7 separate regions of the Mus musculus genome follow, and all the other regions are linked to region 1. The links are chromatin contacts, called in public HiChIP or PLAC-seq and promoter capture Hi-C maps. All regions are on one chromosome and are shown on one strand. The core of a region is the stretch at or near the end of the contact, and the rest is flanking DNA. Distances in the headings are between cores, read along the strand shown. Region 1 holds the start of Wdr19 (WD repeat domain 19). Region 2 overlaps Tbc1d1 (TBC1 domain family, member 1). Region 3 overlaps Tbc1d1 (TBC1 domain family, member 1). Region 4 overlaps Tbc1d1 (TBC1 domain family, member 1). Region 5 overlaps Tbc1d1 (TBC1 domain family, member 1). Region 6 has its middle 10 kb from the start of Gm43837. Region 7 has its middle 20 kb from the start of Gm31363.

The links. Promoter capture Hi-C pulls out the DNA fragments that hold promoters and counts their contacts. HiChIP or PLAC-seq counts read pairs in DNA pulled down with a chosen protein or histone mark.
Region 2: an H3K27ac HiChIP or PLAC-seq map of large pre-B cells shows a contact between it and region 1, with 2.6 times the contacts expected there. The contact joins the enhancer-like site here to the promoter of Wdr19 in region 1. A contact is called at or near these places in 9 of 39 promoter capture datasets (the C10 cell line, embryonic stem cells, hematopoietic stem and progenitor cells and 4 more), 2 of 115 datasets of contacts at active chromatin or transcription factors (astrocytes and large pre-B cells) and 1 of 9 other capture datasets (adipose tissue).
Region 3: a contact with region 1 is called in a FOXA1 HiChIP or PLAC-seq map of pancreatic cancer cells. The contact joins the enhancer-like site here to the promoter of Wdr19 in region 1. A contact is called at or near these places in 12 of 39 promoter capture datasets (the 3T3-L1 cell line, the SN4741 cell line, embryonic stem cells and 5 more), 6 of 115 datasets of contacts at active chromatin or transcription factors (the NIH/3T3 cell line, astrocytes, fibro-adipogenic progenitors and 3 more) and 1 of 9 other capture datasets (adipose tissue).
Region 4: a contact with region 1 is called in an H3K27ac HiChIP or PLAC-seq map of the NIH/3T3 cell line, with 6 times the contacts expected there. The contact joins the enhancer-like site here to the promoter of Wdr19 in region 1. A contact is called at or near these places in 9 of 39 promoter capture datasets (the 3T3-L1 cell line, embryonic stem cells, hippocampal neurons and 3 more), 2 of 115 datasets of contacts at active chromatin or transcription factors (the NIH/3T3 cell line and astrocytes) and 1 of 9 other capture datasets (macrophages).
Region 5: a contact with region 1 is called in a promoter capture Hi-C map of embryonic stem cells, with 4 times the contacts expected there. The contact joins the enhancer-like site here to the promoter of Wdr19 in region 1. A contact is called at or near these places in 14 of 39 promoter capture datasets (the 3T3-L1 cell line, the C10 cell line, cranial neural crest and 6 more), 2 of 115 datasets of contacts at active chromatin or transcription factors (the NIH/3T3 cell line and microglia) and 1 of 9 other capture datasets (adipose tissue).
Region 6: a contact with region 1 is called in a promoter capture Hi-C map of liver, with 4 times the contacts expected there. The contact joins the enhancer-like site here to the promoter of Wdr19 in region 1. A contact is called at or near these places in 9 of 39 promoter capture datasets (the 3T3-L1 cell line, the C10 cell line, cranial neural crest and 5 more), 1 of 15 datasets of contacts at CTCF or cohesin (embryonic stem cells), 2 of 484 Hi-C or Micro-C datasets (Th1 cells and cortical neurons), 3 of 115 datasets of contacts at active chromatin or transcription factors (astrocytes, large pre-B cells and stem cell-derived neural progenitor cells) and 2 of 9 other capture datasets (adipose tissue and macrophages).
Region 7: a contact with region 1 is called in a promoter capture Hi-C map of embryonic stem cells, with 2.5 times the contacts expected there. The contact joins the enhancer-like site here to the promoter of Wdr19 in region 1. A contact is called at or near these places in 6 of 39 promoter capture datasets (the 3T3-L1 cell line, embryonic stem cells, hematopoietic stem and progenitor cells and 2 more), 1 of 115 datasets of contacts at active chromatin or transcription factors (bone marrow-derived macrophages) and 2 of 9 other capture datasets (adipose tissue and macrophages).

The regions. Positions count from the first base shown.
Region 1 is chr5:65,198,282-65,201,185 of GRCm38.p6, reverse strand. It overlaps Wdr19 (WD repeat domain 19), which reads right to left and starts at 1,490. Exons shown (of 37, transcript NM_153391.2): 1 at 1,426-1,490. The coding sequence starts at 1,431.
Region 2 is chr5:64,216,679-64,219,582 of GRCm38.p6, reverse strand. All of the region lies in intron 2 of Tbc1d1 (TBC1 domain family, member 1), which reads right to left. Among named protein-coding and RNA genes, the nearest start is that of Gm46913, 29 kb to the left of the region's middle. Within about 2 kb of position 1,537, at least 56 of the 459 cell types and tissues checked have an H3K27ac peak or open chromatin away from gene starts, as enhancers often do. A contact at or near this core is called in liver and pre-B cells, where this site is marked.
Region 3 is chr5:64,279,013-64,281,916 of GRCm38.p6, reverse strand. It overlaps Tbc1d1 (TBC1 domain family, member 1), which reads right to left. Exons shown (of 22, transcript NM_001310611.1): 10 at 2,500-2,586; 11 at 1-152. Among named protein-coding and RNA genes, the nearest start is that of Gm38634, 23 kb to the right of the region's middle. Within about 2 kb of position 1,551, at least 48 of the 459 cell types and tissues checked have an H3K27ac peak or open chromatin away from gene starts, as enhancers often do. A contact at or near this core is called in the NIH/3T3 cell line, the SN4741 cell line, hippocampal neurons and 1 more, where this site is marked.
Region 4 is chr5:64,323,796-64,326,699 of GRCm38.p6, reverse strand. Tbc1d1 (TBC1 domain family, member 1) reads right to left here. Exons shown (of 22, transcript NM_001310611.1): 17 at 2,091-2,249. Among named protein-coding and RNA genes, the nearest start is that of Gm43837, 53 kb to the left of the region's middle. Within about 2 kb of position 1,544, at least 127 of the 459 cell types and tissues checked have an H3K27ac peak or open chromatin away from gene starts, as enhancers often do. A contact at or near this core is called in the NIH/3T3 cell line, astrocytes and liver, where this site is marked.
Region 5 is chr5:64,343,051-64,345,954 of GRCm38.p6, reverse strand. It overlaps Tbc1d1 (TBC1 domain family, member 1), which reads right to left. Exons shown (of 22, transcript NM_001310611.1): 21 at 530-703. Among named protein-coding and RNA genes, the nearest start is that of Gm43837, 33 kb to the left of the region's middle. Within about 2 kb of position 1,419, at least 168 of the 459 cell types and tissues checked have an H3K27ac peak or open chromatin away from gene starts, as enhancers often do. A contact at or near this core is called in adipose tissue, embryonic stem cells, liver and 3 more, where this site is marked.
Region 6 is chr5:64,366,176-64,369,079 of GRCm38.p6, reverse strand. No RefSeq gene overlaps it. Among named protein-coding and RNA genes, the nearest start is that of Gm43837, 10 kb to the left of the region's middle. Within about 2 kb of position 1,444, at least 85 of the 459 cell types and tissues checked have an H3K27ac peak or open chromatin away from gene starts, as enhancers often do. A contact at or near this core is called in adipose tissue, astrocytes, cortical neurons and 1 more, where this site is marked.
Region 7 is chr5:64,430,416-64,433,319 of GRCm38.p6, reverse strand. No RefSeq gene overlaps it. Among named protein-coding and RNA genes, the nearest start is that of Gm31363, 20 kb to the left of the region's middle. Within about 2 kb of position 1,444, at least 43 of the 459 cell types and tissues checked have an H3K27ac peak or open chromatin away from gene starts, as enhancers often do. A contact at or near this core is called in embryonic stem cells, where this site is marked.

The DNA of each region.
Region 1 (2,904 bases), core at 241-2,740:
AGATCCACCTGCCTCTAGCCCCAGAGTGCTGGGATTAAAGGCGTGGGCTGATTCATTGCTACCAATGAATGCTGGCTTTATTGGTATTTTTTCTGTTAGATGCTGATACAAATTTTGGAGATACTCGGCAAAACAAACTGTATTATCACAATGTTATTTGTTTTTTTTAAACAATTTTATTGTTGTTATAAGTTAAAAATTTGAAATTTCATTGACTTATATTATTCTTATATCAGACTGCTACATTCTAGAATACTCAGGAACATGACCCTAGATGAAAAATATTAGTTTTAAATACTGTAGATTAATCAAGCACACCCTTATCTAGGTAGATGCAGCTTAGATACTGTAGCTGAAGACTTGAATCTGAGTGACAACACAACTCCTCCAATGCTATCTGAATAAATGCCCATCTCCCGAAAGCCTGTGTCCTGGAATCGCAACTTAAGATAGAGGTGCGCTATGATGCCAAGCACACACAGGTTTTTTCCAGCACGTACACTCACTCAACGTATTCTAGACCATCTTACTTCTGCGAGTTTGGGAATACATCGTCCTTAAACCTGATTCTATTCCTTTCATGGCAGATCTGTCTTGGGCTGTAATCTTACAGGTTAGTTTTCTTCCACAGAGTTATATCGGTTCTAGGTACAACTCAGATAAAAGTTACAGCTTTCCTAGAACAGCAAAAAGGTTTGCTTGTTGCAGGTCACGGTTAACTTAACTGTAAAGAGAATAGTATTTACTCCTTTCCGACACACCAGAAAGTGAATCATGCAAAGTTATCTGCCAATTCCAATGGACACACAAGAGCTACAGTGAAGCTTTAGGAAAGCTGAAACCATTTTAAACTCGGTGTTTCCATTTCTTTGTCAGAGCAGTGCGGGGGTAAGTACCTCTGAGGTAAATCACAGGAGTGCAGCGGCTGCCCCTGTGGAATTCACAACAAACCCAATCAGAAAACCTGCGTGCAGTGGAGGACGCACACAGGTGTGCAGATTTCTCCATCATGTGTTCTAGCGACCAGGGCTCTGCATACCGGACAGGTCACAGGCCAAGTAATTCTTGATGACTGTTTTAGAGACTTTTGATTCTCCCTAGGGCTCTGGGCCAGTGGCTTGGTTTGCCCAGGATTAAGCTACAAGAAATCGGTAGCGATACCGGTAGTTCGGGCGTACTCAGATCAGGCTTCTACCAGATTCCAGAGGGCACAGGCCTCCCTCAGCCCGCTCTCCAGAGCTTCCTTTCCCTGCATCCTTACAAGCCCATCATCCCCTCCCGCCCGCTCCCGGAGCTCATTCCTCTATCCTCAGCACTTCCGCGGAGGGACAGGGACACAAACTCCTCAGAGTCGCGCTCCGAGAGTTTAGGAAATACAGAGGCTGCCACATCTTCTCAATCCGCTGGCACTTGTAAGTTATTTACCTTCATTTCAAAGGCTCCAGCGACACCCCCGTTCTTGTAAGTGCGCAGGCGCAACAGAACACCCCCGCCCCGCTACCGCGTTCTCGTCACCCAGGAGACCGTGCAAACAGCGACCAATCAGCGAGCGTGGGGCGGAGCTGCCCCCGGAGCCCTCCTTTGAGAGAGATGGGCAGGGTGGGTAGAGTCACGTGATGGAGGTGGAGCTAAGCTCCGGGAAGTTGAATGCTACGAGGGCTGGTCAACTTCCTGCCTGAGCTCTGATTGGGTGAGGCTGCGAGGCAGGCGGGCCCTATGGACAGAAAGGGTCTTGAGCTATGTGAGCAGAAACCACTGGCCTAGGAGCGGTTGTAAAGGAATTCCGGGGGGAAAAAAGCTGGACCCAGAGGTTGGCAAGTAGGAGGCAGGAATTGGCTCATGAGCCAGACGGCTTCTACAAGATCCACTTGTAAAAAAGGCTTGGAGAAACTAATGTATCATTCCTCATTTTTTTTTCTTGCAGGGTTTTTATTTTTGATTTTGCCCTAACGGAGGTGAGGTATGAGGAGTCGTTTTCTTTCAGGACCATTAAGACAATTTTAGCTAGTGTGATCGGGGAGGAATAGTTGAAAAAAATAAAGAAAAGAACTCGCCTGTAGTATTTGAGCCTGGTAAACAAGAAGTTTAGCGGAAGCTAAGCATTAAAAGTTGGCTGGAGGGAGGGAGTGGGATTCTGCACAGTAGCTAAGGTTGGCTAGCTGGGCATCATCACCTCGGGTTCCTAGAATAGAGTTGGGTAATTTTTCACAGCGACTCTCGTCCATGAGATAAAATTGTAGTCAAACCTAAAATGGCCTCAGCAAGAATACAAGATGGAGAAACTTCTGCATTGTCTTGCTCTGTCACAATAGTAACAGGCTAATCAAAAACAAACAAAAAAAAAACAAAAAACCTACATGGTTGCATCAGTAGCTATAATAACAAAGCATTTGACAAAACTGAACATAAAACAAACCCTCAAAATTCTCAAAAAACAAAACCCAACAAGAAAAAGCAAGACAACAAAACCCTGTACCATAGAAATTGTAAACAGTATCTCCAAATAGCCTAAGGCTGATGTACTTAATGCTAAGAATCTTGAAAGTAGTCCCATTAGGAACAAGGCAGGGATGTCCCCTCTTGTGACTCTTTCTCAATTCTGGTGGAAGTCCTAGTTAATGCAATAAGGAGAGAAAAAGAAGCATACTGATTGAGGAAGGAGGTGGGAAAACTGCAGATGACATGACTGAGAGTGTACAGAATCAGTAGAAGAGAGGGAGGGATGTGGGGTAGAGGTAGAGCTAATTATACCAAGCCTCCAGGATACAATCTTAATACACAAAGAGTAGTCACACCCCTCCATATCAGTAATAAGCAGATTTGAAATAAAAGAGCAGTGCCATTTTCATGAGTACCTCTCAAAATGGAATGCAGCTACAAGTCTAGCAACGTATATACATAATG
Region 2 (2,904 bases), core at 288-2,787, 980 kb after region 1:
GACCCGGGTTCAATCCCCCGAACCTGTGAAAGAAAACAGCAACAGCAACAACAGCCACAACAACAACAAAAGAGCAGCAGCCAGCCAGGCCCAGGCAGTGGTAGGTTTGTAATCTGAGTCCTGGGGAGGAAGGAAGACTGGTGGATCCTTGGCGCTTCCTGAATGGCCAGGCCACATAACCTAGTAGGTGAGTTCCAGACCAACGAAAGACTCTGAAAACCCAAGGGGGACAGTGTTCCTAAAGAACAGCAACCAAAGCTAACCCCTGGCATGTGACCTAACACACACATGAACACATACACCACACACATATAAAAAAAAAATAAAAATGGAAAAGTATGAAATGCTATTTCCTGACTGGTCTATTAGCAAATAAAAACCTGATCCAAACTCGTTCCCCTCCCTCCACAGCAGGTCAAAGTTTCCTGGTTTAGGTGGTTGAATTTACCTTTGAATATGATTTTTTTTTTGTAAAATTTTTAATTTCTAAGACTTTCTATACAAACTTAATCCCAGGTTTTATCCACAGCTGAGCCCTTTCTCACAACATTCACTCTTTTCAAGTCTGAAATGAGCATGCTTCCTTATGCAAAACACGATCCTTTTAAAAATTTAACATTACTATTGTATGTGCCACTGCTGGGGCATGACGAGGGTACGAAGGCGTGGGTGGAGGTCAGAGGCCAACTTACTAGGATTGGCTCTCTCTTTCTACCAAATGGCCTGAGGGGTTGAATTGGGGTTGTCGGGCTTGGTGGCAGGTGCCTTTACCTGCTAAGCGATCCTGTCATCCCTAAAGCCCTGTTTTTGCTTTCTTGGTGTAACCTGAGATTTCAAGGTAAAAGCCAGTGAGTCACAGACTCCTGCATCTCGCCAAGTGTCTGCTCAGGCTCTTCTTGGTGCCATTGTTGGTGCACTGAGCAAGAACACTTTCCAGAAATCATGACCCAAGTTAGTCCCCATAACTGAGAGGAGGGGTGAGGGGAGGGGGAGGGGAAGGGGGAGGGGAGGAGAGAGGAGGGAGGGGAGGAGAGAGGGGGAGGGGGAGAGAGAATAGGGGGAAACAACCTCCAGTAGTCTCTGGGGATTTAGTGCTTAGCAAAAGAACACCTGCCCGGGTTGTAAAATAAACCACCCGTGCACACTGCACGCGCGCACACACACACACCCTGGCCTCTCTGTACAGCTGGAGAAGGAACAGAACTAAAAACAGCTCCTACTGGCTCTGACAGACACCAGGGGTGAGCGGACCTGAAGAGAGAATGGCTTCTCCTTTCCATGTGTGTTAGAGTCTCATCCATCCTCTTAAAGCTTTTATGCAGGGGGGTCTGAATTGTAGGTCTTCTAACCTGGAATTTCCCAAATGTGACAACGATAATACAAGCAACGTGAAGTTTCATGTTTTCATGAATTTCAACATAAACTCAGCTTTCAGATGAGGGCCAGGCAGTTTCTTCTGTGGTTTGGATTAACTTTCTTTTGAGCCTTTGAACTTTGCTCTCTATGAGGCAGAACGGGGTGGCTTGGGGCCAGGTGGACTCGGATGTTCTGCCAGCTCTACCTACTCATTTCAGGGACAGATCACACCTGGATCCGTATCTACCCTGTAGCTATTGTGGAAGTTATTATGGACTTAAAATCTCCAACATTCCTCCCAAGCTGTGACATTTATGTTGAAGTGAATCCCCTGGTGGCACACTGCTGAAACCCCAGCACTTGTAAGACCGAGGTAGAGGGATGACAGATTCGAGACCAACCAGAGCTGCAGACAGGGTTGCAGACTAGCCTGAGCTCTGAGACTCCATCTAAAACGAACCAACTCATGATGGGTTAATGGTCTGATGGCCTTAGCTCACAGTTATCTTTGATTGTTAAACTCAGAGTCACTCTCAACAGGTCACCAAAGCTCCGAGAACTTTCCAGAACGCAGAATCGGTTCCTTCCTTCGGAGGAGAGATCAAGAATGGATGCCTGCCTGGTCTCTCAAAGCCTTCTCGGAGATCACTATTCAGGAGGGAAGCAAGCAGTATTCCCTGAGCACTTAGTGTCTGGCAGATGTTTGCCATTATCTCGTTAATCATTGCAGCTCTTGGAGATAAGAAATGATCGTGGTGATGGAGCATAATGCTCAGAGTGCTTTGCCTGTCAGACTCGGAGGAAACCAGTGAACCCTAGACAAAGTCCATTGGCCCCCCACGCATTGTTCAAAATCTCCATAGTGCATGAAACAGGGAGCCTCCTGACCTCCTAAGAAGGGGAAACTGAGGACCAGTTGGTAATTTCACATCTACAACCTGGCCCCACCGAGGGATAGGCTTCAACCATCCATCAGTCTACTAATGCCTATGGCTCATCACCGCGCATCAGTTCCTGGGGTGCAGCGGTAGACACACCACCTGCCCTTGAAGGGACGGTTTACAGTCCAGCAAGCCCACACTGCAAGCAAAGAGGAAAGAGCACAGCTGACTGCTTGAGTCAGGGAGCCAGAGAAGGGGTCCTGAGCCAACGGCAGGCCCTGTAGGCAGCTTGGAGTCTTACCAGGCATCCAAATGCTAAGTAGAAATTACCCTTACAGATAAGAGAGGAGGAAGACTATCCCTAATCTGTAGAGCATTAGAATTAGGTACTGACAGGATTTTCACTTTTTTGGGTAAGATTTATTATTTTATAAATGTTTTGCCTACACATGTCTGTGTATCACATGTGTACCTGGTCCCTACAGAGGCCAAAGAGGACACTAGAACCCCCTGGGACTGGAGTTACTGACAGTTGTGAGCCATCACATAAGTGTTGGGACTCAAGCCCTGGAAGAGCAATCAGTGTTCTTAACCACTGAGCCATCTCTCCAGCCCCTAGAATTTGTCAAATCATTCATGCTTCCTACAGCTTAACTGGTAAAACAAT
Region 3 (2,904 bases), core at 302-2,801, 920 kb after region 1:
GCTCTCCTTCTGAACGCCTGCTGGGGTGACAACAGGGCAGACTCTTCTGCAATGTGGCCCTCTGAGTCACTGGACAGGTCATCTGAGGAGCCAAGGAGCTTGAAGGAGGTCTCAGAGACGGGGAAGGCCTCCTTGTCACCCATGGACAGCTCCTAACAGCAGACAGACAGCAGATTAGATATGTGACAGGGGAATGGGGGGACTGGCAATCTAAGCACACAGATACATTACATTCATAGGACTGTCTCACTAGAATGTCATCTAGAGGTTACCAAAGATATAAGGGTATTAAAGCTGTTATATAATAACACCTGCTTCTCAGAGACAAGTTCTTGCTTCCTGCAAAGATGGGGAAAGTTCCAAAAATAATAATGAAGTTCACAAGCTGCAGCACTGACTGCTCAAATACCATGACCAGATTGCTAACTCCAGAGAACAGGCTTTTCACAGGCTTATAGGAAGTATGGTCCTGTATGGAGAGTTCCCACCACTTAACCAACTTCTTTATCTTTGCCTAGTATGTTCATGGATGTTTACCTACAGTTCAAGGCTCTTTCTGACTCTGATCTAATGTTGAGATTTAACTTGGCACTCTTGATGCTAAAACTATACTGTATGTTCTGCCTGGAGTAAAGACATGTTTATCACATGTGACTTGCCATAATTCAGGGGAAGTCATTTAACTTCTTGCTGCATTCCACTGTCTGCCTCTGTAAGAGTACAGTGAAAATTCACTGCACCATTTCCTGAATTAAGCAAGATGAGACCACTTTAAAGTGGCTTGTATTCCGACTGATGCTACAGAAATAAGCTAAAGTTTCACTGAGTACTCCCTCCTTACTGTATGCTCAAACATTCAACAAGAGTCCTAACAAATCAACCTTGGTGGTCATGCCTATAATTTCTGCCCTTGAAGGCAGAGGTCAGAGGATCAGGAGTTCTGGGCCATCAAGGTCACCTTGAGCTAGGTACAAAACCAGAAAAGGGGATGGAGGGGACACATAAAAACAAAGGATGGGAGTCTTAAGAACTTCATAATCAACACTAAGGTATCTGAAATTCCGACTCCCTGGCTACTTCCTTGGCACAATGCCCAGGCTTTCCACAGGATTTAATTCGTAGCATCAGTACCTTCCCTTCTCCAAGCTTTCTACTACCAAACCACACCTCTTCCCCTCACTCCTCTGAGGTCCAAGCCACCAGTATCTGTTGTCTGCAGCTCTCGTCTCGTCACACTCCCCCTCATGTGGGGTTTACTTGTTCAACTGTACCTTCTCACCTATGGACCCAGCCATCTTTTTACAATAGGTGACCAGCAGCACTTGACATTTGCACACTTGAACGTGGAAGTACAATCAGTGTGTGTCCTGTGAAGGCTGGATGATGATGTGGCCTGCTGTGCCTTAACTTAGAACGCTACATGGAGAAGACTGACTTCCAGGTCTTCCGGCACAACGCCAGCTACAAAAGCAGCAGGAGCAGCGACACGGTCTTGCTGCCGAGCGGTGTCAGCATTGAGATCCCAGCCAGAACAAGTGAAGCACAGAGGCAGCTTAAAGTCTGAGTCATGCTCATCTAAAGGAATGAGTCTCAAACCACACACTACACACCCCAGTAGGTAGTAATATCAATTTAGTGGCTTGCCAGGAGCATCTTAAAAATAAATGAGCAGAAATAACAGTGTATGCAGCCCATTATCCAGAGAGTGCTTTCATTTTAACTCATTTTCATTTTGTGTGGGAGGGCTATGTGTATTTGCAAACTATGTCAAATGTTAAATGTCTTTCTTATTGTTGGCGAGGATCTGAAGCCTTTGAAAACTTCAAGTCTAGGACAGAGCTTTGGTGAGGGGCTGGGGCTCATAAGCTTCCTTGTTCTTACATCAGAGCATGCTGACAATATGGAGGAAGGCTGCCTCCTGACTGGCAGTCATAGGGTTAAATAAACCAGGTCCCGTCACGTGTAAATGACCCTGGAACAAGATAGAAAGCAAGGGGACAAGTAGGTGTGTCACCACAGAAGGCGGTCGGGCAATGCATCATACCTGTGTCCTGCGGCAGACCACGGGGCAAGGCTTGGCTGCTTATTCAAACAAAACAATCATGTTTTCTCACGGTCATGGGATCAGCTACAGGCCACAGTCTCAGGAATTTCTGCTGCACAATTCCCTGAATTCACAACCCCCTCCCCACCTTTGAAGCTGTCTCAATCTTTTATTATTACAAACTCTACTTTGGATAAGAAGCCCATGGTTGTTACAGATCAGGTCTCATCTGTCTAAAAATATGATCTTGATTCTCTGTTTATAGCAATAGTTATTGGCCTTTTTATTTAAAACTTTTCACACAGCTTGCCCTCTACTTGTAGAGAAGTCTGGAAGCACTAAGTGTTTTATGACTAGAGGGGCATGGGCTTTTTTGTCCTGATAGCTGTGTAGAGTCAAGATGGGCAGGCCTGTTGGCTGCATCTTCAGGGGACCACTGAAAGAAACATGCTTACTTTGCTGGTGTTACTTAGAGTACTAGAAGTGGAGCTGTCCAGATCCACACTGGCGGAATGGTCCTGCAGGCCTCTGGCTTTATTACCCTACGAAGAGAAAAGGCAGTTGAGCCACAGCCCCAAAGTCATCAGCATCTGGAAGCAGCCTGGCCTTGTTAAATAAGCCCGGAAAATAAACTCACTGACAAGCACAGCTCAGCACAACCCTGCACTAACCATCACATTTCTGTCATCATTTTAAGAATCATACCAACCTAGATGATCCACAGAGCCCCATGGATCAGTCATTTGCTGGGGACAACAGACAGCAAGGTGGCCTAATACATCTATCATGATCCCCAAAGCACACTCAATAGCTCCTTCCTGAGTCATGGGCGATCATAACTGGCCACCTGGATGTCACTC
Region 4 (2,904 bases), core at 295-2,794, 870 kb after region 1:
TTCAGGCCCCTGGGAGGATGCTGGAGGTCATCCAAAGTGGAGGCCAGGCCAGCACTGGGCCAGAGGTGAGAAAAAAGGAGGGCCAACAGAGTGGGGGCTGTGTGCAGCTGGCCTTGGAAGCAGAAGGGAGAGGGTGGGGCTGAACAGGGGCAGAGAGGATGTGAATCAGGCGCTGTTTTCTAGGGGAAAGGCCAGTGAGCTGGGGCTCAGACAAACAGTGCTTCCTAGGGAGAGGGCTGGCTGGGGAGGGAGGGGGCAGGGGCAGGGGAGTGTGGCCAATCTGGACTTCATTCTCTTTCTGCAGAAAAGGGATGACATTCAAGCAGTCAGAGGCAGAGGGCTGACCTGTCCAGGAAGAGTAAGGGGAATGCAGACAAGAAGCCAAAGGAAGAAAATGCAAAACAGGGAGCAAAATTTCTTGTGTTTCCTCTCCTCCTGTGCCATGGGGGAGTGGAGAAGGCAGGAGAGAGACCTGCCACTCCTTTCCACACCCCTACCCCCAGGTCAGTTTTCAGTTCACCTCACAGAACAGGAACACGATGCCACTGTTCTGTTACCACACTAACAAATTCAGCTGCTGATAATGTACAAATATCCTCCACAGGGTCACCAGGCCAGATGGGCTTTGGCTGGAGATCGATTGGCCATGCCAGTCAGCCTCCCCCTTCACCTGCCCAGTACTGGCATCTCTTAGCACCATGGAGCCTGTAGGGCTTGGAAGTCTTAGGCTGTCAGAATGATGGTGGATAGGTCCCTGCACCTCTGCGCTGATGGCCATGCCACTTGACTGCTCAGTGCCTCGCCATCAACATGGCAAAGATACATTGAGTACCTACTATGTGTCGGGCACTGTCCTTGGAGTTGAGAGTACACTCTAATACAGCCCAAGTGCAGCCCATGGAGGGCACCATCCTGCTGAGCAGAGGTAGGGGCTAGGAGGGGATGAACACAGTTCTCATGCAAATTAGTTATGAGATCATGAACAAGTTATGTAACCTCTCTGCACTTGTCTATGTGTACTGTTGTGAAAATGAAAAGAAATGGATTGAGTAAATTTCATACAACATTCAACTCAAGGTAAAGTTAAGTGTTAGCATTAAACAATAACAGCAATAATAATAATAATAATAATAATAATCACTGCAGTAGTTGAGTACCAGGGAGAAAGAGTGTGGGTTAGGAAGGGTGGGCTTGGCCTGTGGGCGGAGAAGCTACAGTCAGGACAGTTCTGAGGATGACATTCAAAGCCAGCCCTGCAGAGTAGTCTGAGGGACTTTTCCAAGCATGAAGATACTGTGTGTGGCTCTGACTCCGGCCTGACCCAGCTCACCGTCTCCACTGCGGCTGTAACACGGGGAAAGACCCACAGAATGGGCAGTGCAGTGCACTGAGCAGAGACAGGCGCATGTCCTGGGGAGGGGGGACGACATCCTCAGCATCCAGAACTGGCCTTCGGGAAGGCCACGGAGCTAGCTCCCCCCAGCAGAGACAGGCCTTGGGAGCAAGTAGGAAGGCAGGGCTCCATCGCTGCTCAGCCACCAACAGTCAGAGGGTCTCTTGTTCCACATAATTACATTCTAAGTCAGCGAGGTCTTTTCCATGGAAACTGCAAATCCAATACACTGCTTCCTTTCTGCGTTTTAAAAGCTATTCCAGAACCAAGGCACTGCCCACTTTCCAAGACGAAACTGCCAACACACAGTTTTCTACAATTATTCTGACAAGTTCTGTTTGTACACCACAGCCCAGAGACTGCTTCTAAAAGCAAACCAAGCTTGTGTGTTTCTCCTGTAGCCAATCCAAGCCGATGTGTCTCCCAGGTTGCTCCTTCAGTGTACTGTAAAGCATCCCTTGGAAAATATGAATTACTGAGCTGAACCAGAGTTCTGTGTCAATGAACAGACTTAATGACCACTCAAGGCCTCCTCACACCTACAACATGCCAAGCAGAACAAGCCAGCCGCCAGGCACGAAGGGAGCCCGCGTATGCTCTCAGAGGGCACCTGTGATCACTAAATGACCTGGATAGTCTCTCTACACTCCTCAAGGGTGGGGCATTCCCTCTTGGCTCTGGGGCGGGGTGGACTCACCGAGGTCGATGAGAATGGCGTGCTGCTGCGAGGTCAGCTTCTTCAGGAGCTCTTTGTAGGGCACGTCCTTTGGCTGCTGTTTACTAGGAAATGGGTGTTTAAGGTGGAACTGCTCAGCTAGAAATTTCCAGATCTCACCTCGGTGATGACGTGGCACACCTTTAACAGAGTGAGTGGAAAATATTAAACCAGGCTTTATACACAGAACTCAGCTCATTGATTAAAAAAAAAAAGAGTTGTGCCTTTTTTCATGACTGCAAATTCATTGTGTGTACAGACATTCAGGGGCATGTGGGTATGGGTACACGTGGACATGGAGGCCGGAAGACAACCTCAGGAACGCCATCCACTCACTCACTTTAGTTAGTTAGACATGGTCACTCACCAGGCTGCATTCCCCAGTCAGCCCCAGGGTTGTACCTACCTCTGCCTCCCGCATCCCGAGCACTGGGGCTACAGCAGGCACTATGGCTCCCAGGTTTCCTGTGAGTTCTGGGAACCAAATGGAGGCCCTCACACTTGCAAGGCAAGCACTTCATGGACTATGCCACCCCTAGTCTCCAATTACGGGATTCTTGAGTTATGGCAGGAATCCTGACCCAACCCAAGCCAACCTGAAGCCAACCAACAATGCTCCGAGGCAATGAAAGGAAGATGCACATGTCTCAGAGCAGGAAGAGAAGCAAAGTGAGGTAGAGCTCAGGGGAAAGAGCTGGCCCTCTGCATCTCAGCAATCAGGAGCTCACAGCCTCCGTCATGCAAGCAACCCTTAAAGGTGAAGGAAAAGGGAAGAGAACTGTCCAGAAGGAAGGTA
Region 5 (2,904 bases), core at 170-2,669, 860 kb after region 1:
TAGTGCTGGTCTTGTGTCCTTACCTGCATTCACCCACTTAAGATGGGGGCGGGGTGTACAGGAGAACTATGCCGCTTAATAAACCTTCGCATCCGAATCAGACTTATAAATAAGCATCAACTGTTCTGATTTAGTTCGTTAGATAGATTTCTAAGTTACTTCCTTCCTTCAGTATCTCTCCAAGGACCTGGCCTGTTTCCCCCCCAGGCAACAAAAGCTTAAGACTCTCTCATCATTATTCAAAGCACAATTGTTGGCAGTCAGCATCTGGGGCCAAGCTGGTCTCCTGCAAAGCTTAGTGTAGAAAGAGCCTCTCAGAAAGCTCCTGGACTGTCTGACCGTGGCAAGGACACTGTCTGCTCTGCAATAAAAGGGCTGATTCTCCTGGGACACCTCTGATCGCAACTACAAAGAGCGCGGGGTGGGAAAGGTCCTGCGGTCCTGGGAAAGCCCGGGCTGCTGGTGCCTTTGGTGAGTTAATGAGCGACTACACAGAGGCTCGGGAAGCCGCTCGGCAAATATGCTCTACCTGCAACTGCTCCAGGAGGTCAAGGTTCTGTTTGCGCAAGCTGCTGTTGGTTTTCTCCAATTTCTCCATTCTTTGGTTGTCACTGAGAGGCGAGGACTCAATAAGCTCCTCCTGGAGCACGTGGTACTCGACCTCATAGGCCTGGAGCTGCTTGGCGATGTCCATCTCAAACACCTGTTGGGTAGAGAAGCCACCAGGCTGAGTCACTGAGACAGGCCTCCCACGGGCACAGGTACCTGTGCTCACGCGCACGCGTGGAAGCACACGGAGAGGAGAAAACTCAGCTCTGACAAGGTCAATGGTTTTACACGGTGAGGACAACAAACACCTAGAGGTAATTGCAAAGGAAAAGAATAAATATAGGTTCTAACACGCTTCTACAAGGCCAAAAAGATTTAAAAAACAAAAAAACTTTTCAAGGCCTAGAGAGACAGCTCAGCAGTTAAAAGCACTGGCTGCCCTTCTCGAAGATTCAGGTATAATTCTCAGCACCCACTGGTGGCTCCTAGCTGTAACTCCAGTTCCCAGGGGAGCTGACACCCTCTTCTGGCCTTCATAGGCACCAGGCACTCAGGGGCACAGACAAGACTTTCAAAACTGTAGTTCTTAGCGGCTTTCCCTGCAAATGCTATGAAATACGCTGACTATAGGTTAAATGTGACAAAGGACTCATGTTCTGTTTGCAAGGTCACCACATTTAGTTACAATTCAGCTGGGTTTTTAAGAATTGTAAGAATGACAAAGTAATGGGACTGTTTATAGAAAAAGTCCTCTTGACCCAGATCTGCAGAAATGAGCCAATCCCAACTGTCACTCACACATGGATGAGCAGAGCCGGCTCTCTTCCTTTAACAGCAACAGTGACAACAGAGCCACACTTGTGAAACAAGCCCAAAGTGCAGACGCCACCCAGGGGGCAGTGTCTGCACTTTCTCCTGAGGAGGAAGAGCGACAGGGCTGGAGTGGGCCCAGTGTGAGTCAGCAGACTGCTGCTCACTGCAATGCCCTCTCTCCAATAAGGTAAGCCTGCAGGCTGAAGTCACCCAGCAGAGGCCTATAACAGGTACTTTCCTGATACTGCTGTGACAAAATGGTCAATGAAAGTAACAAAGAACAAAGGGTTTATTTTGGCCCAGTTCATGAGGTGGAGAGCCTGGGCGTCTGGAGCCTGAGGTGGCAGGAGACAGAGGAGTCTGGAGCCTGAGGTGTCTGGAGCCTGATGTGGCAGGAGCCTGAGGTGGCAGGAGACAGGGGTGTCTGGAGCCTGAGGTGGCAGGAGGCTAAGGTGTCTGGAGCCTGAGGTGGCAGGAGACAGGGGTGTCTGGAGTCTGAGGTGACAGGAGACAGGAGTGTCTGGAGGCTGAGGTGTCTGGAGCCTGAGGTATCTGGAGCCTGAGGTGGCAGAAGCCTGAGATGGCTGGGTACAATACACGCACAGCCAGGAAGCCTAGAGCCAAGTGTAGCAGCTCAGTTCACTGTCTCCTTTCTCCTCCCGGGAGCTGTCTCTCCTGGGATGGCACTGTCCGAATTTAGGGTAAGTTTTCTCACTTTAATTAGCCTAATCTGGAAACTGTCTTAGACCAGTCCTAAGGTGATTCTATCTTGGCAAGCTGACAGTCGAAAGCAACCATCACAACTCTCAAGGTGGTCTGGCAGTCTAGAACACTCTTCTGAGAATGGAGTTGCGGCTTCTGAAGGACAGAAGCTGTACTCTACTGCATTTCCTAACTAATGCAGCCAACACCCTTCCTAGCTGTGGGACGCCAGCTTTCCCCTAGGGTCCCCTACAGGGTTCCCTTCCCTATGAGCACTGAAGCTGTCCTACAAAGCCCTGCCACATTCCTGCCATTCCCAGTTGTCTTAAAAAAAAAAATTCAGCTTCCTAGTTTTCAGGTTAACTCCATGATTAATACTAAGTAGATTCAAAAGTTAGTCTATGCAAATACTAAGTCCCGTGCTGTCACGTCTACCTGATTTCTTTTTGTTCCTGAGAGGCTCAGTGGGCACCATTAGCATTTCCCATCCCTGGTGACAGCTCAGGCTGGGAGTCAGCTTTGCCCCTGAGGATCTGAGGGACTCAGTCTCTCTGGGCCTCAGTTCCTGGCCTCCCACACAGGGCGTAACACCTACCTCCCCGCACTGAGCTGGGGGTGAAGGGATACAGTTCACAGAGGTTCCGGTGCATGCCTGGAAAGCCTCCATCTTAGCTGGACCTTCTGGAACTGAACCTCGTATCTCAGCAGAACTGCAATGGATATGCACTGTGGGGTTCCCACTGCCATGAAAGTGCTCCTGTGTAATTCTGAGGATGGAAAACTCACTGAATGTAAAGATCATTTCCTCTCCTGGGAAACTTGGCACCAAAGTCTCTGGCC
Region 6 (2,904 bases), core at 195-2,694, 830 kb after region 1:
TTTCTTTCTTTCTTTCTTTCTTTCTTTCTTTCTTTCTTTCAAGACAAGATCTCTCCGTAGTCTGGGCTGTCCTGGAGCACTCTATGTAGACCAAAGTGACCTTGAACTCACAGAGATCTGCTTACCTCTGCCTCCTGAGTTCTGGGATTAGAGGTTGGCACCATTACACTCACCTAGCTCATTTTGTTTTTAACATGTGCTCTAGGGGACCAAATTCCTGTCCTCACACTTATACAGCAAGCAGGTTGCCAACAGAGCCATCTCCCCAGACCTGACGCAGGTGCAGTTGGAAACCCTCTCTGAGGATGTATCCTGTGAGCACAGATGGAATAAAAGGAGTAGCTTGTAGTTTATACTACCATGAAGATGACCATGAATCACACTCCTGTGAATAAATCTTTGTGTATGCTTCTGATGGGTTCTTTGAATCTATTTCTGGTGCGGAGTTAATGAGTCAGAAGAGCAAATGTTTTAAGGGTCTCGCTTGAAACAATGTGCTGAAGCCTCTCCTGTTATTGAGCCTTCTCTTTAGAGCTAAAAAGAAGCAATTATCAAAGACCTAGATTTCAAGGCATTTTAAGTATGTACTTAACCTTTTGTCATGTTAAAGATTTCAGGGGCATTTATACCAGTCTCTCTGAGCCTGGCTGTGGCCACGATCCTATGCAGTCCTTTCATCCTCTAGTTCCACACCCCTCCATGCCATTCTTTATGCTAGAGCTGGGTTAGGTCATGGAATTTTAGTGTGAGAAACGACCCAGATGATAACAAGTCCACCCCATTTGCTAGTTGGGAAAACTGAGACCCAGAGATACTCCTGAACTGCTCAAAGCCTCATGGTAAGTTCTTCCTGGTCTATAAAGGCTCACTCTCCTGGTTTCTGCTTCTGCAACAGAGTCAGTGGTAAGTGAAACATCCATGTGGTGTCTCATGGTGTACAAACGGCAGGCAGAAGTTTAGAGCCAATGTCACAGATACAGCTTGCCAGATTCACCTGTCCTGCAGGTGGCGGTGAACATTAATGTCACTAGATAGTAGATGTGGTCATAGGACAGTGATGGGTAATGTGACATTCAAATGTTAGTGATGACCACTGGTGACAGAGCAAGAGACGTCCCCACATCAGATATGGGTCCCCGTGGGAAAGGTCACTGGTAAGGCCACCATGGCCTTGGGACCTGTGGGCCTGAACAGAAGACCTCAATGGAAAGAGGCTGGTTTTTAGCCCATAAGAATCCCTGCAGCTGGGGAAGGAGTCACATAAGGCCACCCTGAGGCACAGAGACTCTTCAGCCCAAGTCAGGGGATAGACAGAGAAAGCTGCCCGGCTGGAGGCCTCTGACAGGGTCAGCTTTCATGGGCTGCCAGGTCTCTCCAGGGAGGCCAGCTGCCCAGCCCAAAAGGCTTGGGCCACCCTGACACGTGAGAGAAGACTCTTGTTCTGTCACCGCTCTCCTCGCTGGGCTGCGTTCCAGGCATGCAGGGGAATGGCGCCCAGCAAGGGGAGGAGGTGAGCTGAGAGAGGGGAGGAGGAGGAGCAAGCTTCCCAGGGCAGACTTCCAGGAGGAGGGAGTCAATGCCAAGAGAGAAAAGAGAAGATTTAAGGTTAACTCCGGTTCGGTGTTTAACTATTACTTTAGACTTGAAAAGCTAAAATCTGAAAGAAGGCTTTTTTTTTCCAATTCAAAGGCTTTTTTTTTTTTAATTGCCTCAACCCAACCCAGAAGTTGTAAGCCTGACTTAGTCATTGAGGGGGACAGCAGAGTTCTCCCTGTTGTAGATAACACTTAAAATGACATCAGGAGACTGTTATGTTTCTCATTGCTCTGATAGACTCCCTAACAAAAGAAACCTAAGAAGAAAAGTTCATTGGTAGGGAAGCATGCGATCTGTTGTGGCAGGAAAGGCAAGGCAGGAGACCGTGGTCAAGAAGCAGAGAGATGGAAGCTGGTGCTCAGCCTCCCCCACCCCACCCCACCTCACCCCCACTTTGCCTTTTCAGTCCAGGACCCTAAGAGATGGTGCTTCCCACATTTAGGGCTATTTTCTTCTCAGTTAGCCCTTTGGGGAACACAGTCACAGAGTGGCTCCTATGTAATTCTGAATCCGGCCAAGGTGAGAATGAAGATTACCATAACAGAGACCCACAAAACTCAGGTTTCTGCCCCTATTGCTTTCATGGGGGTAAATTTGTAATAGTTAAGTGATGATAGATAGATAGATAGATAGATAGATAGATAGATAGATAGATAGACAGACTGATGGAAGACAGATAGACATGCCTCCTGCCAACTGCCCCTGCCTCATGTTTTTCTGATGCTGCGGTTACACATGAGGTTGACTTGAGCTGCTTTCTGGCTGTCTTTTTTACACACAGTAGAGTTTCAAAACTAACCCTTTTCTGCGAACTGGTCTCTCACTCTACTTTCGTGCACTAAGCTACGAGCCAAAGTAATGTTTAGACTCCTCTTCCAAGTTTCAGCTGAATGTTGCATTTCTTAAAAGTTTTTTTTTCTTTTTCCTAAAATCTTTTCTTCTTTTAGAGCCCCAGCAACTTGCATGACCAAGGTCAGTGTCACTCGGAAGGCAAGCTTAACTCACAACTGCATCCACCAACTTGTGTCTGTAAGCCATAGAGCTCCATGTTCTCTCAAGCCCTCCAGGGCCTTCCCCAGTCGTCCACTCCTCAGTCATCCATTCGGTCGCTGTTGGGCAGCCTGCCCTTCCTTTACAATTATTCTTCAGAGTTCTGGAGTGCACATCAGGAAGCTGACTGACAGTCACTGCTCTCACCCCACCCAGGATCGTGCGGATGTAGAGTTACCTCAAGCAGGATGATCCTGGCCTTGTATTCAGGATACACCAGAACAGGAGTGCTGTGGCTTGAGTGTTCTCCCTGAAAGT
Region 7 (2,904 bases), core at 195-2,694, 770 kb after region 1:
TTTTGTTGTACATTCCAAACTAGCTGGCCCATGGGCTTCCAGGGAATCCTCCTGTTTCTGCTCACTCTCTCACTGTAGGAGTACTGGAATTACAAAGGCATGCCACCACATATGGCTTTTTGTACATGGGTTCCAAGGCTCAAACTCAGGTCATCAGTCTTATACTGCATTACCTGCTGACCCATCTTGCTAGCCCTTGTTATTGTGTTAACATACGCTGCTTCTAAGGACAAGCCTTCATGTACACAGTCTTAAGGTATAAATTAGGTCAGTGTCTCTAATCCAAGACCAATCCAGGAAGACTATATATGACCCGTAGTCTCTCATCTCCAAATTCTGTTCCAGTACCATCTGGTACATTGAGGAAGGTCAGTTGTCATCTTTCTATTTCTTCAGTCTAACAAATATAGACTGCACCCTGCCCTGCTCCTCCCATGCACCAAACATTAGGGATACCAAAGGAGCTAAGGCTTCTATTAACACACTAGTCTGCCACCTCCTGAAAAAGTAAATATCAAGGTGTCCTGGGAGGTGGCTCTGTGGCAGAGCATTTGCCAAGCATGCATAAAGTCCTGGGTTCCATCACTGATGCTGGGGGCTTAAGGGGACAACAGAGGTTGCACTGAGAGAGGTAGCCAGAGGTGGGCTAGGGAAAGAGAAAAGCCTGCAACCAGCAGGAGGAGGATAGGTAAGGGCCCCACGTGGATTCGTTCTGATGCTGGCTGCTACATCCAACTGGAGAATGAGTGAAACTCTATATCCATGTCCTTGAACGACTTACCATTCATGTTCATGGACTTGGTCCATGTCTGCAAACTCCTCCATCTCTCTGTCCACGAGATCCTTCTCTTCTACATCCATGAATTCTGTCTCATCCGTGACTGCAAACTTTATCCCGTTCATATTCACAAACTGTTATTCTATCCATGTTCACAAACCTGCATTCATGCGTGCAAACTCCACCCCCCACCCGCTGTGTTCATGGACCCTGTCCCACCCGTGTTCATGACCTCTCCCTATGCCATCCATATCTGCCATTCCTTCGCTTGGCTCCAAATCCCAAGTCTCTGAGACTTCAGTCCTACAAGTACTTCATCTACAGAATCACCCCAAAGTAAAAGCCACCAGTGGGAAACGTTCATGATAACAAGATGGCAGCCAGGTGGCAAGCCAGCAAGAGCGCTCGAAACAGCCTGAGGACACGGGGAAAGAAAGAGGTACTCAGCAACCCCACAACTGCTGTTATCCCATGCTGAAGACAACTTGTTCCTCCCTAGACCTGGCTGCAGGAGGAGGAGGAAAGTCACAGAGGCAGCAAGCACCCCAGCCTTGCTTCAGTGCCTGACAAGGCGTCTTGCCTCCGGGAAGGAGCTCCCTATAGCTGCTTAGAGAAGTCAGGGCCCTGCACACCACACCCTACACCTCCCTCTACTTCTTTGCCAGGCTGCACCTGGCCTCTGGCCTCACCTGCCCCACCCAGTTACACCCATGATTCCAACAGTGGCCAGCAAACACAAAGCTATCAGCAATAACAAAACAGAAGGAAGAAATTCAAGTCAAACCAGGTTCCGGCTGCCCTCGGCTGAGCTCCTGCAGCACTGTCTGGTGCCTCCAGCCTTCTGCGTCCCAAACCCAAGTTGAACGGCCAGATCTTATCTGACTTCTCACTGGGCTCTAAGGGTACTGTGTCCTTTCTGTGTCTGGGCCCAGCACCCCTGTCTGAATGGCACCACAGAGATCCAAGAGTGGCTGCAGCCTTCCTACGCATTGCACTGCATTCTCTCAGTCCCCTCACATAGCACTCACATAGCACCGTGCCTCGCTCTTCCAATAATTTTGGCCAGCCCAGTTTTTTTAGAAGCAGGACTTGAAACTCAGAAAGGTGCAGTCTTCCATTAGACTAACAGTGAGAAACAGAGCAGGTGACTACCTGATTAAAGTAAAGCGTTTCTTGGAGCATCTGTCTTGTATGCTGTGAATAGACCTATTTTCCAAAACAGGTTCGACTTGGAAAGATCCTTCTTTTGATTGGCACCTGTCTGGTGGACCCACACCAGGCTGGGCTGCAGCAGGATTCATGTTTGCTGTCTCCCACCTCCATCTGAAATGAAGCTCATTTACTGAGTTACTCAGAATTATCCAGACTGGCTTTGCAATCCCTTCTCCAGGGTCACACATGCTAGGCCAGGGGAAAGCGTTCCTGAAAACCAGGACAGGAGACAAGGCAGGGTACTGGACAGACATGGGGACCCGGAGACCAGCAGGCAGGCCTAGCACACTTCTAAGCATCCATGCAGATCCTAGCACTGATAGAGATGGTGGGGACAGACAGGAGCCATTTCTGGACCAAAACTCACAGAGCACTGGGTGGAGGCTGGTGGGAATTAAAGAATAAGTGTTCCATGGGAGCATCATTTGTTTCAGAACATTTCTTTTTCTAATTCTCTGGGGGAATGCAGCCTGCAACTCTTTCAACTCTAAGAAAGAAAAGCAGCCTCCAGCCACCACTGAACAAAGGCCACCATCTACTGGTTTCAGAACCACATTCCCATCAGACAAATACATCACAGGGTGTGGCCAAAACAACCTGGTTTATTGGCACCCTGACCCCAGGTCAGAAGCCGGAGATAAAATGTGACTCCAGGCTCTTGCCTTGGGGCTCTGGGAACAGCAAGCAGGGACCCACCCTGCTCACACCAACTGGCCATTCTGGTTCATCAAGATGAAATTGTTTTCCTTCGCAGCCGCACCCAGTGCTCCACCATAAGAAGAAACAGGTCAGGAGCATCCAGCAAGGTTTGACCCTTTCATGGAGGTTCCTGCCCAGAGCAATGCAGAGGTCACATCTGCAACCAGGTCTAGAGCAAAACTTTCAGGGACCCCAGGTGGTTCCCACAGACTCCA